2 separate regions of the Mus musculus genome follow, and region 1 is linked to region 2. A link is a contact called in public HiChIP or PLAC-seq data. All regions are on one chromosome and are shown on one strand. Each heading gives the region's core, a stretch centred on a gene start, on an enhancer-like site or on the middle of the called end of the contact. The rest is flanking DNA. Distances are from core to core; before and after follow the strand shown.

What was found. HiChIP or PLAC-seq counts read pairs in DNA pulled down with a chosen protein or histone mark.
Region 1: a contact with region 2 is called in a FOXA1 HiChIP or PLAC-seq map of pancreatic cancer cells. The contact joins two enhancer-like sites. A contact is called at or near these places in 1 of 15 datasets of contacts at CTCF or cohesin (the NIH/3T3 cell line) and 2 of 115 datasets of contacts at active chromatin or transcription factors (bone marrow-derived macrophages and pancreatic cancer cells).

Annotation. Positions count from the first base shown.
Region 1 is chr15:59,232,287-59,239,312 of GRCm38.p6, forward strand. It overlaps the pseudogene Gm7691. Among named protein-coding and RNA genes, the nearest start is that of Gm36617, 10 kb to the right of the region's middle. Within about 2 kb of position 5,700, at least 34 of the 459 cell types and tissues checked have an H3K27ac peak or open chromatin away from gene starts, as enhancers often do. A contact at or near this core is called in the NIH/3T3 cell line and pancreatic cancer cells, where this site is marked.
Region 2 is chr15:59,000,325-59,006,812 of GRCm38.p6, forward strand. All of the region lies in intron 3 of Mtss1 (MTSS I-BAR domain containing 1), which reads right to left. Among named protein-coding and RNA genes, the nearest start is that of Gm41330, 9.1 kb to the left of the region's middle. Within about 2 kb of position 3,552, at least 181 of the 459 cell types and tissues checked have an H3K27ac peak or open chromatin away from gene starts, as enhancers often do. A contact at or near this core is called in the NIH/3T3 cell line and pancreatic cancer cells, where this site is marked.

The DNA.
Region 1 (7,026 bases), core at 4,450-6,949, 230 kb after region 2:
AGGGGTGTCTGGGACCAGTGAATGAATTACTTAGAGTCAGTGATGGATGCAAGCTGACAGCTCTGTGTTCCGCTCGAGATAGCTCTCTGAGATAGCACTCTCTTGCAGATCAAAGTCTATGTTTTATTTTGCATAAGCTACTTCTTCAGGAATTACATATCAATTCAATCATTTACTCCAGGCTCCCTTTTGGTTAACCCATGAATCATCATTTCCTGACCTTAGCCCCTTTGATTCTAAAGACAAACACGTGGCTGAAGCTGCTGAGTTCTGCTGCTTGCTAGAGCTGGAACATGGGCCACTCGTTCTATTACATTATCACCAGCTTTCTGTTTTCCAACGCCTTCACTAAATAAGTTTGGCTGCCCTGGAACTTGCTCTGTAGACAGACCTTGAGCTCAGAGATCTGCATGGCTCTGTTTCCTGAATTCTGGGATTAAAGGTGTGTACCACCATGCCCGAGACATAAGCTTTTCTTAGAAATTTTTCCTAGAACTTGCTCTGTCCCAGGCTGGCTTTCAGTTCAAAAATATGTTTGCCTTTATCTCCTGGGATTAGAGGTATACCACCATTCCTGGACCTAAGATTTTCATGGCCACTATTCCTCATGATCTGGATCAAAACCTGTGTCTTTCAGCCTCAAGATCTGAATCATGATTGTGCCCTTCATTTCTGGATTATAGTTCATTCCAGACTAACAGTCCAAACTAATCCTTGTTCAATTGCAAACACAAACAATAAGTTTAGCTGAGTGGGATCATGCTCTGAGATCACCACTCCCTAAACCTCTTTAGCTTCTGCCTTGATATCTTCTTGATAAAGCTTGCTGCGCCCACCTCGGCTGGCAAGGAAGACACAACATGGTCTGATTCTTCTCAACAGCCTTTACTGCAGGAACGCCTCGATGCTGCTAGGGGACCCTGGGAACCCAGGGAGGACTCCTTATATACTCTCAGCCCCCATCCACTCACGGCAGGCCACGCCACCTCACCAGGCACGCAGCTTCAGCCAATCAGGGCGGCAGGGGCATGTCTCCACCAAATATGGACTTGTTTAAACCACCAGCATCATGGTGCACCTGTGCAGCTCTCACGATGGTCGTGGCTTATTTTCAGGTGTATGAGGAAGTCAGGTGCAAGTCATAAGACTTAGCTGCAGTCCCGGGCGCCATCTTGGGACTGCTGCCACACCTGCTCCTCACAAAAGCTGGCTCATTAGTTTAGGGGCCTCTGTTCTTTCAGGTCCATGAAGCCCCTCATGCAATTTATATTGCATCCTAATATTTTGTGTAGTTGAGAAATCCTATAAAGAGCAGTTATTACATTGATTTACATATTCTTGATTCATGTTTTCAGAGTTCTTTCCGACATCCTTAAGGGCTGTTCTGAAGGTCACAGTGCTACCATTTTGCTGAGGATCACCAGACACATTCTCACTTCCTGGAACTGTGCTGTTTCTAATTATCATGGAATCATTACCCTTGACCAGGAGAACATTCCATGAAAGAGGAACATAAAGTAAAACATATACATTATTATACAAACACACCCTATGTCTACAACAACCTTCAGTAGTAGTAGAGAAGACCCACGTCCTGCTGGCTCTGCTCCAGGGATGGGAACTATACCAGATCTGACCTGGCAGTTCCGTTGGACCAAGCAGTTGCTTGCTTTGTAATCTTGAGGACCTAAGTTTGGATCTCTAGAGCCCATATAGAAATCAGTACATAGGCAGAGACAGGCAGGTCCCTGGAGCTCTCTAGCCAGACATCCTTACTGAATCCGCGAGCCCCAGGATCGATAAGAGACCTTATCTCAAATAAATAGTGCAGGGAACAACTGAAGAAGATACATGACTGAACACCATACATGCATGCATATGCATGTATATGCATGTGTGCTCTTACTCTTACATGTAGATACCCCCACACACACATGCATGTGTACGTGTGCACATGTACATGCATATATCACAGGCGTATCTAATCAGCTTCTTACCTCAATCCTTAATTATTTTAACACTTACATATATACTATATTTTCATACATACATTTATATATATTTTATACTTGCATATTTTATATATTTTACATTTATCTGTAAAATTTGTAATTATACATATACAACTTATATATAAATATATTTATATATTTTATACATAATAAATTTATATATTTATCAATATATATGTATTGAATATATAAATTGGATATTGTTCTTTAGAAGCAAGTTGTTTTGGAAGATAATACATAAATTAACGTAAGAATATATATATAAATGTATATAACACTTATATAAATTATAATCATATATAATTTATAATTATATATGATTATAATTATATATATATAAATATATATATATGTAAAAATAATTAAGGATTGAGGTAGGAAGCTGATTAGATAGTGCCGGTCTGTGTGCGTGGCACAGCCAGCGGGGAATCCTTAGCCTGGCTGGCTGGAATGAGAGGTTTTGCAGGGCTCTGGCATAGCCAGAACAGCTATATTACAGCTCTCTGAGAGGAAGCCAGAGCAGTGCAGGCTGCAGAACCTGTCCCATGGCCACTTCTGTCCCAGAGTAGCGGCAGGCAACAAGATACAGCGGGCAGCTAGGAGCCGGATCCACTGCGCAGGAAGTGACTGTGGTCAAGAGCTTTCACCTGGCTTGTTGGGCAGGGTTGAGGTCCAGCGATAAAAGTTTAGGGAGAGAAACCTCTTCCCAGGAGTGTTACAGCTCAATAGGACGGACACCCTCAGATGCTCCTTGGAGAAACAACTCGTGTACTTTTTCCTTGTAGTCAGGGACCTTATAAACATTTTTGGGCTGGGGTAGATGCCTACAAGTGGCTTAATCTGAGATGTTAGGGGTGCTTTATTTACATGGGGAAGGACTTCAGGTGTTGTCCCTATGTGACTAATTGTCATGGTCCTTCTAGTAGGGTGTCGTGGTCACATGCTCCAGGCTAGGAACCTGGTAATGAGCTAGTTCGAACTCCTACCATTCTTAATTATGACATTTATTGAGGTTCTGAACTTGCTACAAACTTTCCAGTTCTTCTGTCTGGTGGCATGGTCCACTGCCCCACAAGATGGGTCAGTGATTAGGATCTGAGTTCACTTCCTAGTACCCTCTCTGGGCAGCCCACAACCAGCTGTAACTCCGGCTGTGAGGTAATCTGATTCCTCTGGCCTTTGAAGGTTCCTGTATTCATGTGCACAGACCCTTCTGAAGATCCTACTTATATTTCTTACCGCACCATTCCCAAATCAAGAACCAGTGTAGATGCTACGTGAGCAGCCATATATACGCTGTTCTGATAGCACCTGTGGATGCTACTAAGACAGTTATCACTAGGTTTGCTTGTGCACTCAGTGGCCCCACAGTGAGCCAGACAGTTTATTGCCTGTTCTCATGAGCTCCAACCTCCTGGAAGACTGTGTTATACTCCGGGTCTCAGATGCAATGACAGCTTAGGCACCAGATCAACTTCTTAAACATTGTTCACTTGATTAAGTGGCCTCATGAGTCCCTGAGAAAGGAGTTTACACTTCTTGGAAGATGATCTATCTACTCCTTGGAGTTAGATCTTGATCCTTATCGACAACTCGGTTGCAAAACTAAATCCATCCTTCCTTCCTTCCTTCTTTCCTTCCTTTTCTTCCTTCTTCCCTCCCTCCCTTTCCTTCTCTCTTCCCCCTTCTCTTTTTCTTTCTTAAAACTTTATTGATATGCAATATTATCTCATATATATATATATATATATGCAGAGTAAAAGGTTCTTACCTGTTGGCAAGAGACCATCTGGCTTTTCTATTTAGCCTTTAATTGCCACTAAACACCTTTCTCCCCTTTTCTAAAGCACCCATTATGTTCTCCAACAACAGCCGAATCTATGATCTCTTCATTATTTTTTTTCTGCGCAACTCTCAGGCTTATCTGTGGCTCCCTGAGGTACCATCCTAATTTACCTCTGCAGAGCGTTTTATGCCATACATGTTCCAGTGGCTGTGGTGTTTGAAGGACAACACCCTTCTGGGTATTGCTCCCAGCAGCAACTGCCACAAGATGGATTCCAAGAATGATTTAAGGTGGAAACTCGCTGAGAACGGACTCTCTAGATTAACAAGTTTAGAGGGAAGAGAATGTAGGATAGTGCGAGGGAAAAGTAAGCCTACGTTGTCATAAGAGAGGCTTCACCCAGTCCCAGGATGGTAGTGGCACACAACAGTTCTAGTGTCTCTAGCACAAGGGTCTCAGTCCCTAAGGGGAACCACGTATGCCACCATGTTATTTATGACATGAACTGATATGGGACTATGACAGTGTGGACACCTCTGTCACTCAGATATGGAAGGAGCCTCCAGTTTCATCCATGTGAATCAATGCACACTTGGTCCTGTGCCTATAAAAGTGAACAAGTCACACCTGAGCTCTGCAGGTACTTCTGAAGGTCTAGTGTGTTAGACTGGCCATAAAGTGGGCATCTAGTGTGAGACTAGGTCACCAACCTCAAGGAGACAGACTCAAAGACACATCATGACTTGAGATGGAACATGGTATGAAATCATGACTGGCATGAACTGGATGCCCACCATTACTAGCTCTTGGGATAGCACTTGTGTCTCTACCCCACATTATGCCTGTTCATTTGCTTTGATGTTTTCAGTGTCAAGTTTGCTCCTGAAAACAGAGGAAATTTTTTGTTGTTGTTTTTGTTTTTGTTTTTTTAGAGGAAAGTAATTAAAGCCAGAATGTAGATTGTTCAGCACAACTGAGGGAAAGCCCAGAGTTTCTATTATCATCTGTTCAATTGTTCAATTTTGATTCCCTATTAAACAAACGTGTGTGTGTGTGTGTGTGTGTCATGTGCATGTGGTGAAATGTATGTCTCTGTATGTTCACATGTGGAGGCCAAAGTCAACATGGGGGTCTCATCTATTGTTCTCTTTTTTACTTTTTTTAGACAGGGTCTGTCACCAAAGCTAGAGCTTTCCAATCTGGTTGTTCGGCAAACCTCGGGGTTTCTCCTGTCTCCACTTCCCTAGTGCTGGGATTACAGTCACACATTGCTATGCTGGGCCTTTTGCTTGGATGCTGTGGATACAAATTCAGGTTGTCATGCTTGCAGAGTAAGTGCTTTTCCTGAGACATCTCCCCAGCCCCATGAGGCTAAGTTCCATTATTTTCCTCAAAGCTGGACAATGCCAATGGCCTTGTGGATAGAGGAGACAGGCCTGTTGACTTTCAAAGCTGGCTCCTTTTGGATGCTTAGAGGAGAAGGATTCTTCTTAAGATGGTGCTGGAAGAAGGCGTCTCCTCAGAAGAACTGGTCAGCAACCTCTCTGTTTCCATGTGGCTAGTTGGCATTGCCAGACGCAGGTTCCTTCCTGGCAATTGTAGATACCATCTTGGAGGTGAGGTCATGGAACAGCGGGGGTGTGAGAGCTATAGGTACTGTGGGCAACATGACAGCTTCAGGGAATTTTCTAAACTGACATAGCAGGGTCAGGAAAACACCCTCAGGCAAACAAAGCACTTTCCTACGTGAGCTGGCAGCATCCTGGAACCAGCACTGGGGTGGTCCGGTTGAGCTTTCCCTGGCAAAGCAGAGGGCTGATGTGATAACAGGTCCCCACAGCCTGATGCTGTGGTTGGGAGTGACTCATCCCCTCAGCCAAGCTAACAAACTAAAGCAAATACCCCAGCTGGTTGCTCCATCATCATCTGTAAGATGTTAGCTTAGACACTGGGCTCCCTCCCCTCGTGACATGCCTGGGCTTTACCAAAACCAGCATGTCCACTTCCAGGGAGCCTTAAGCTACTGGACCTTTGTTTCCCTTCCAAGATGCTTGGCTTGCTTCCTTTCTCAGTCAACTGGACTCAAAACATAGCTTGATCTCTCTCCCTTCCCTCCTGCACCCTTTCCTATCCTTTTGCAAAGGTCTCATGGACAGATAGGAATCTGAGGATGGGGGCTGGAGAGATGGCTCAGTGGTTAAGAGCACTGGCTGCTTTTCCAGAGGACCTGGATTCAATTTCCAGCATCCACAGGGCAGCTTACAACTGTGACTCCAGTTCCAGGGGATTGGACATCATACAGACATATGTGCAGGCAAAACACCAATGCACACAAGATGAAAAATACAGGTAAACAAATCATTTTTTAAAAAGAATCTGAAGCGGCCAGAGGTCACCTGCCAAGATGGTTTGCTACTCTTTTGACCCAGAAAACCCCACAAAATCATGCAAATCAAGAGGGTCAAACCTTCTCGTTCACTTTAAGAACACCCGGGAAACTGCCCAGGCCATCAAGGGTATGCATATCCGTAAAGCCACCAAGTATCTGAAGGATGTCACTTTAAAGAAGCAATGTGTGCCATTCCGGCGGTATAATGGTGGGGTCGGTAGGTGTGCCCAGGCCAAACAGTGGGGCTGGACACAGGGTCGGTGGCCAAAAAAGAGTGCTGAATTTCTGCTGCACGTGCTTAAAAATGCCGAGAGTCATTGAACACATCCAGGTGAACAAGGCACCTAAGATGTGCCGACGAACCTACAGAGCTCATGGCCGGATTAACCCATACATGAGCTCCCCCTGCCACATTGAGATGATCCTCACTGAGAAGGAACAGATCATTCCAAAGCCAGAAGAGGAGGCTGCACAGAAGAAAAAGATATCCCAGAAGAAACTGAAGAAACAAAAACTCATGGCCCGGGAATAAATTCAGCATAAAATAAATGCAGATAAAATTAAAAAAAAAGAATCTGAGAGTAAATGCTTTTGTTTTACATGTTTCAAAATTATTCTTTATTCTGATTTTACATGTTATATATGTAATATATATATATATGGGGCACTGTACATTTAAGTAGAGTTGTACAACTACACCTTCTATAGATTATATTTTGTGGACTGTAGTATAATACGCTCCATATAATTATGCATTGTACACATGTATATTATTAAATTGGGACCAAGTGTCAACTCTCCTGCCAGCATGTCACCTCCCCTCCATGAAGATGGCCGAG
Region 2 (6,488 bases), core at 2,302-4,801:
CATGCTGTGGTTGTGGCTTTTTGTTTTGTTTTGTTTTGTTTGCTTTTAATAAAAACAACTAGATCAAGGGAAAAGGTAATAAGCAAACCTCCTGTTTTTTTAAAAAGATTTGTTTATGTATCTTATGTGTTTGTTATGTGCCTATGAGTATGTGTGAGTACAGAGTGTATGTCTGGTATCCTCAAAGGACAAAGGGCATTGCATCCTGCAGTTGAAGTTACATGTGCTGGTAACAAAACTAGGTCCTCTACCAGAACAGCTGAGCTGCCTCTCTGGTGCTTTGATCTTGCTTTTTAATGACACATACATTAACTACCAATAAGTCCCCCCACCCTCCAAGTTTAACATCTTCATTTGCAAAAGGAGGACATCTGAGTCCCTCCATCCTCACAGATCCGGCAGTGTCTGCCTCTAACTCCTGGGAGAGAAGATGTACTCAGGGACACCCCAGGAAGACTTTCAGTAAAATACAAACTTTTGCTACTGGCTATCTCTGGAGTCTGACCGAGTCCCTCGAACTGTAGACTTCTTCTAGAGGATGGCTTCTCTAGACTTGGTCATTCCTGTCCTTGTATTCTTGTGGATGGTCAAAACCTTTTGGAAACTTGAGTTCAACTCCCATTTACTCCACCAAGCATGGATGGCAAACACGAAGAGAAAAACTCCTTATGTTGCTGACCTGTTAGTTCCTCTTTAGTAACAGTATCCAGGATGCTGGGGATACAGTTCAGTCGGTAGCCTGCTTGCCTAGTGACGGGGCTGTGGGTTCATTCTCTAGCACCGCACAGCCAGGCATGAAACCGGGTGTAGAAGTGCATGCCTCTGATCCCAGTGCTTGGGAGATGAAGGCAGGAGGATCGTAGGTTCAAGGTTACCCTACTCTACTACACACGGAGTTCAAAACCAGCCTCATCTAGAGGGAGACCCTGCTCCCCACCCCCAACAATAACAGCACTCAGATTTCATCCTTTTAGCTAATCTAAGAAAAGTCAAACCCCTACCACTTCTTCATAATCAAACCCTTTTTCTGGACCTTGAACAGCCTGGAATGGTTTTGCCACCCCAGTTAGTCCAGGACTTGGCTTTAATTCCTATTTCTAGAAAGGAAAATTCAGTTCACTTCAGTAGGCAAAAATATGTCACAACAAATGGTTTCTAAAGTAAGTGTCGGTTGATTCCGAGTCAATGCTGTTTAAATGTCTGAAGATGGTTGTAGACGGGATTCCCTAACAGGTCTACGATGTCTATACTGATGGAGTGGGTGGAGCCGGCTTCTGAAGGGAACTGATGCCAATATCTCATTCACACTTCAAGCCCTGATCCAGACCCAAGTTTACCTGTGATGGTGAAAATCCATCAGTGCAACGGGCGAGCAATGCATTTCTGCAGGAAGCTCCAATATGAAAGAAAGTAGAAATCGGATTGCATGCAAATCGAGAGAGAAGTACTAACTCTCCCCGATTCTCAGCGCCTCCTTTCTCTGTCCTCGAAAATCCCACCACCACATAAAGATTACGGACTGATGAGAACTTCATCTGTTACTATGGACGCACGAGTGCTCCGCCATCCTGACAGCTGGAAGGTAAGAGCCGCCACCTGACTTTTACGACCGGAGCAGCAGCCCTTCAAGTTTCTTGACCTAAATATTTTTACTCCTCCTGTTGCCTTTTAGAAATGAAAACAAACAAACAACAACAAAACCCTTGGGGGGGGGGGCTAAACTTAACTAAAAAATCGTGACCCTCAGAATTCAGAGTCACACCGTCTGGGGCCCCACCTAAGGCTTCCTGGCTCTGAATTTGACAAAATCTCATGAAACTCCTATGCACACTGAAGTTGGAGAACTGGTTTCATGTTCTGACTTCAGAGAGAAAAGAACCGATTTTAATGATTCCTAGTGAATGGCTTGTTTGGTGCCCTCTGGCTCTCCATCCTAGTGTCTTCTGTTATGATTTTTATGGGGAGTCGAAGCTCACTGCCTTCCCCCACAGCCTGGTGCATCAGGGTGCGCCATCCCCTTACTGACCATGACCATCCTCCGCACACGGCTCCTTCCTCTCCCCTTCTCCCATAAGTAAAGCTCATTTTGTGACTAAGAAGACAAAAGGACATCATGTCAGAGAAAAAGAACCAAACGAATAAGGAGGAAACTGGAGAAAAGCTGGAAAATAAATTTCTGCAGCGAACACTACACGCACAGCCTGCTGGTGCGACCCACTTTTCAGGTGGCACTTGGGCATTTGGCCACTGAGCGATGGGCATGGTCACGTGCATTCTACAGACTTGGGATTTCTTTGGCACTAAAGTTGGCTATAAATTGTGTATAAATGTGCATGTGTATGGGGGTGGGGGGAGTTGTATCTTGTTATGCTTAAGGTAGCCCAGCCATGTGCCTGAATGGGTCAGTTCCTACAGCTCTCCCAGGACAAAAAGCCTTGATCTATCCTAATTAGAGTGGTTATCTCCCCATGGCCATGCTGAGTGGCTGGTGGCTAAGGAGGCCAGCTTGGCCTTATCCTTGGTCACTGTGAGAGCCAGCAGAGGGTCCTCCATTGTTACTGTCTCTGATACAACTCTTCTGCTACTCCATGGAATCACCTTATTTTATGGTGCCCTGGCTTATAATTTCATTAGGCTGCTAACATCTTGCTAACGGGGTTGCTAAGCAAAACAAGAGATTATCGTTCTCAGGAGTCCCTCTTGGGCCTGAGACAGACACCAAGCATCCGAGTTAAGTCCAGAGATGGTCTCTAAGACTTAGCTAGCATTTCAAGATGCAAAGGCAATTAAAAAAAAAAGCAGCTTACCACCCAACTCAGGCTCCTGTCAAAAGCCCATGAGTATGTATGCAGTGTGCATGCATGCACCTGGGTAAAAATGTGCACACCACATGCACACAGACTCTGAGGAGGTCCGAAGAGGGTATCAGATTCTATGAAACTACAGTTGTCGATGGTTCCGAGCTACCAATGTGAGGACCTGGGAGGGGAAGTGAACCCAGGTCCTCTGAAAGGACAGCTCGCACTCTGAACAGCTGAGCAAGCTTTCGTGGCCATGTTTTGATTGTCTATACACTAGGAAAATATAATGGCAGTCATTAGTGGAGGGAATTTATCCACAGAAGTTTTCAAAGCACAGAGAACACAACGGGAGCTTTCTGGCAACTGTAACAAATGAGGCTTTCTTTGCCTGCAAGCCTGGCTGTCCCCTAGCTGTGGGCATTGTGGCCTCATGATTCCACGGAGGAAACAGAAGCAGCCAACCAGGCAGAGCCTCGGTGGGGCTGACCTCAAAGGTGCTATGTAAGGGAGGGTGGCCTTGAACTCCTGACTCTCTTGCCTCCACAGACACCATCTTAAAGTTCCTTTACAAGCTTGAGGAGACACCTGAGGGCCTGCTGCTTGGTCAGGGCTGGAGAACAGGTTTATTTTCCTCACCATAACCTTGCACAACAGCCTTAAATCTTTGCAAAGGAATGAAAGGTCAGCACTTGCCCTGAGCAGATGCCAACAGCACTGACTCTCTGGGTGACACCACCTTTGCCTTTCAGGGCTGGCCGTTTGATTTAGAATGTAAGAGTGCAACAGGAACTAAGCAGGGACTTCCTCTGCATCCATGGAAACGGCAGACTTAATTCTCAACCTGCCCTCCTCCTCACCTCCCATGTCAGTGATTCGCGTCTCAACCATCCTGGGAGTCAGAACACCAGGAAATCTGGCCTCTGCCTAGGGAGGAGAAGCAGCACTGGGCTGAGGCCGGCTGTATTTGATTCTCTTCCAAAGAGGTGTCCTCCCCTTCGAAACAGAGGTCGGGCCAAGGCAGTGCTGTCAGTGAACTCATGTGCTAATTTAAAGGGAGATGGGTGGGATCAAGGGACAGTTCAGCAGTGAGTGGCCTTAGAGAACCTGCAGAGTCACTTCCCCTGTGGAGCTAGGAGTCAGTGAGAAAGCTGAACAGGGTGGGGGTGAGATGAACCCTGAGAAGAAGGAGGAAGGAAGCCCAGCCCCGGGGACCGGGGACCGGGAGGGCAGCTGTTGGTGGGCTTGACATCTGTCATCTGAACAGTGAACCCTTGCAGAAATGCAGGCGGGCAGGGCGTGGATCGCTCGCAAAGCCTTGGCCTTGGCCCAGCTGCCAAGGGGAAACAGGTGGCCAGCCAGTCACCTCCCTCCACACCCTAGAAGGGACAAGATTGAAGGCACACTGGAGTCTCAGTCAGGACAGCATGCTTCTGTGGGGGTCTCTAGCGGCCTGCCTTGCCCACAAGTGGCATGAAGACACACTTGCCGTTCTTGGGTTCCGTGCAGACTATAAACCCAGGCGTGAGAGCTGCCATGGGAACACAAGAATGATGGAGGCTGAGGCTGAGAACCCACCCTGAGAACACACGTTCCTGTAGGTGCACTCACCAGAGGTAAATGAGAGAGGCAGCCAGAGCCCAGCAGTTAAGGCAGACACATTCCGGCTGCGAATAGGGGACTAGTAGAGCGCCCCATAACCACACAGTGAAATGGTATAGGTAGGGCCCTCTTTATAAGGTCCTGTAGCCCCCACGTTTTGTCAGACCAGAACAACATGACTTCACTGATGGGGTCCTTTAAGCTGGAGAGGGGAGCCCCTGGCAGAAATCTAATAAAACATGTTTGGTAGTCACTACCCATACAAGGGAGAACCAAGAACATTTCGATTTGTTGATGACAAAAGGTTGTGGCCTTGCTCCTTGGACCTGGAGGAGCCCTTTCTTCTACCAAGGAAGGCAACTGCTTAGCAGAGCCACCCAAGTGCCGTCCACACCCTACCACTGAATTAATAATGCTGAGTGGAGCTTCAAAGGAATCCCCAACCATCAAAAAAAAAAATATGCTTGGAAAGAGAAAAGTCACATCTGAAACAGGAAGAGGCATGGAAGAGGCATCTGTTTCCCAATCTCCCTCCACGGTGGAGAGCCACACCCTCAGGCCCAATGGCCAAGAGATGGGGTGTTGGGAAGGGGCTGGGACGGGATCAGCAGACACCTGCTTCCCTCATAGCTCCCGGCCCCTCTGTTCCCCGGAGCTCTAAGAGAACAGGCAAGGGCCACAGAGCTCATTACCACCATCCAAGCGTGAAGCCAATGGAGCTCTTCCATGCAGCCCAGTTAATAACCTAAGGGTCCTCTGAGGACCGCCCATTCCTGTCAACGGCCATGCCACCGGAGGGGGGCAGGACCCAGAGGCCACCAGGAACTGCAAGCAGGGAAGGCAGGCATCTTCTCTTTATCACTAGTCATTACCAGTCTAGCATTGCAGTGTAAACAAACGGGAAATGTCATTTTAGAAAATGCACAGTAGTCAGTCCCCATGAGGTAAAATATTTTAATTAACTGGGAAGGTTAATTTGAATTGAAGAAAAGGGTAAACGCTCAAGTATTTACTATACGTTTTAAACACAAACACGCAGGGGGTGCAGGGGAGGTGCACACACACACACATGCTCGCACAGAGCGTAACTAAGAAGGCGCTAGGTTTAAAGGGTACGCAAGCAGGCAGGTTTCGGGAACACCTGCTTGAATAAGGGTGTGTAACAGTGTGTGTCAACAGGCTCCTGGGAAGTGTTCTAGGAACACAGGCTGTCAAATGCCCTCCAGCATCAATTTGCTTACATTCCTTTTGTGTGCACTGTGATATATGTTAGTGTCTATTCCTGCACTTGGATCTTGGGAATCTAACCTAATGTGTTGTGTGTGTGCCCTGTTCACATGTGCATGCACACCTGTGAGTACTTTCATACTCGTATGAAGGTCAGAAAATATCTGGATGTCGTCTGTTCTCTCCTGTGTGTCTCAGCAACTTAACTCAGGTCATCAGTCTAGGTGGCTAGCACCTTTAATGTCTGAGCCATCCACTGACCCGAATGGTTGGTTGACTGACTGACTGACTGACTGACTGACTGACTCATTTACTTTTGCTGTTTCTTAACCCCAAAATGAAAACATCTAATGGTGTCTATGATAAACCATGTAAAGACAGACCAATATAACAAAGCAATGACAACTGGCTGGCATTTATTGGGCATCTAACTACATAAAAGGGTGCTTCCTGTCCCGGGGAGCCATACAAGCATGAGAATCCAAGTTCCATCCTCAGCGTGCACACTGTTAAAAAGTCAGGCATGGCAGTGTGTGCTTCTGAAATCAAGCACCGCCAGGAGCATGCCCGGCTGGTCAGCTTAGCTGACCCGGTAAACCCCAGGTCTAAGAGGAACGTCTGCGGAAAGCAACATGCACAGTTCCTGAGGAACACTGCCTCAGACTGACTTTTGGTCTCCTCGCCCACAGGAACATCTCAATGTGTGCCCTGATACGCATGCAAATATAAACTTTTAACTGTTCTTGAGATTTTTAATTTAGTGCCTGTGGGTAGTTTTTGCATGCATGTATGTCTGTGCACTGCACGAATGCAGTGCCTGCCGAGGCTAGAAGGGGGTGTCGGGTCCCCCAAGTCTGAATC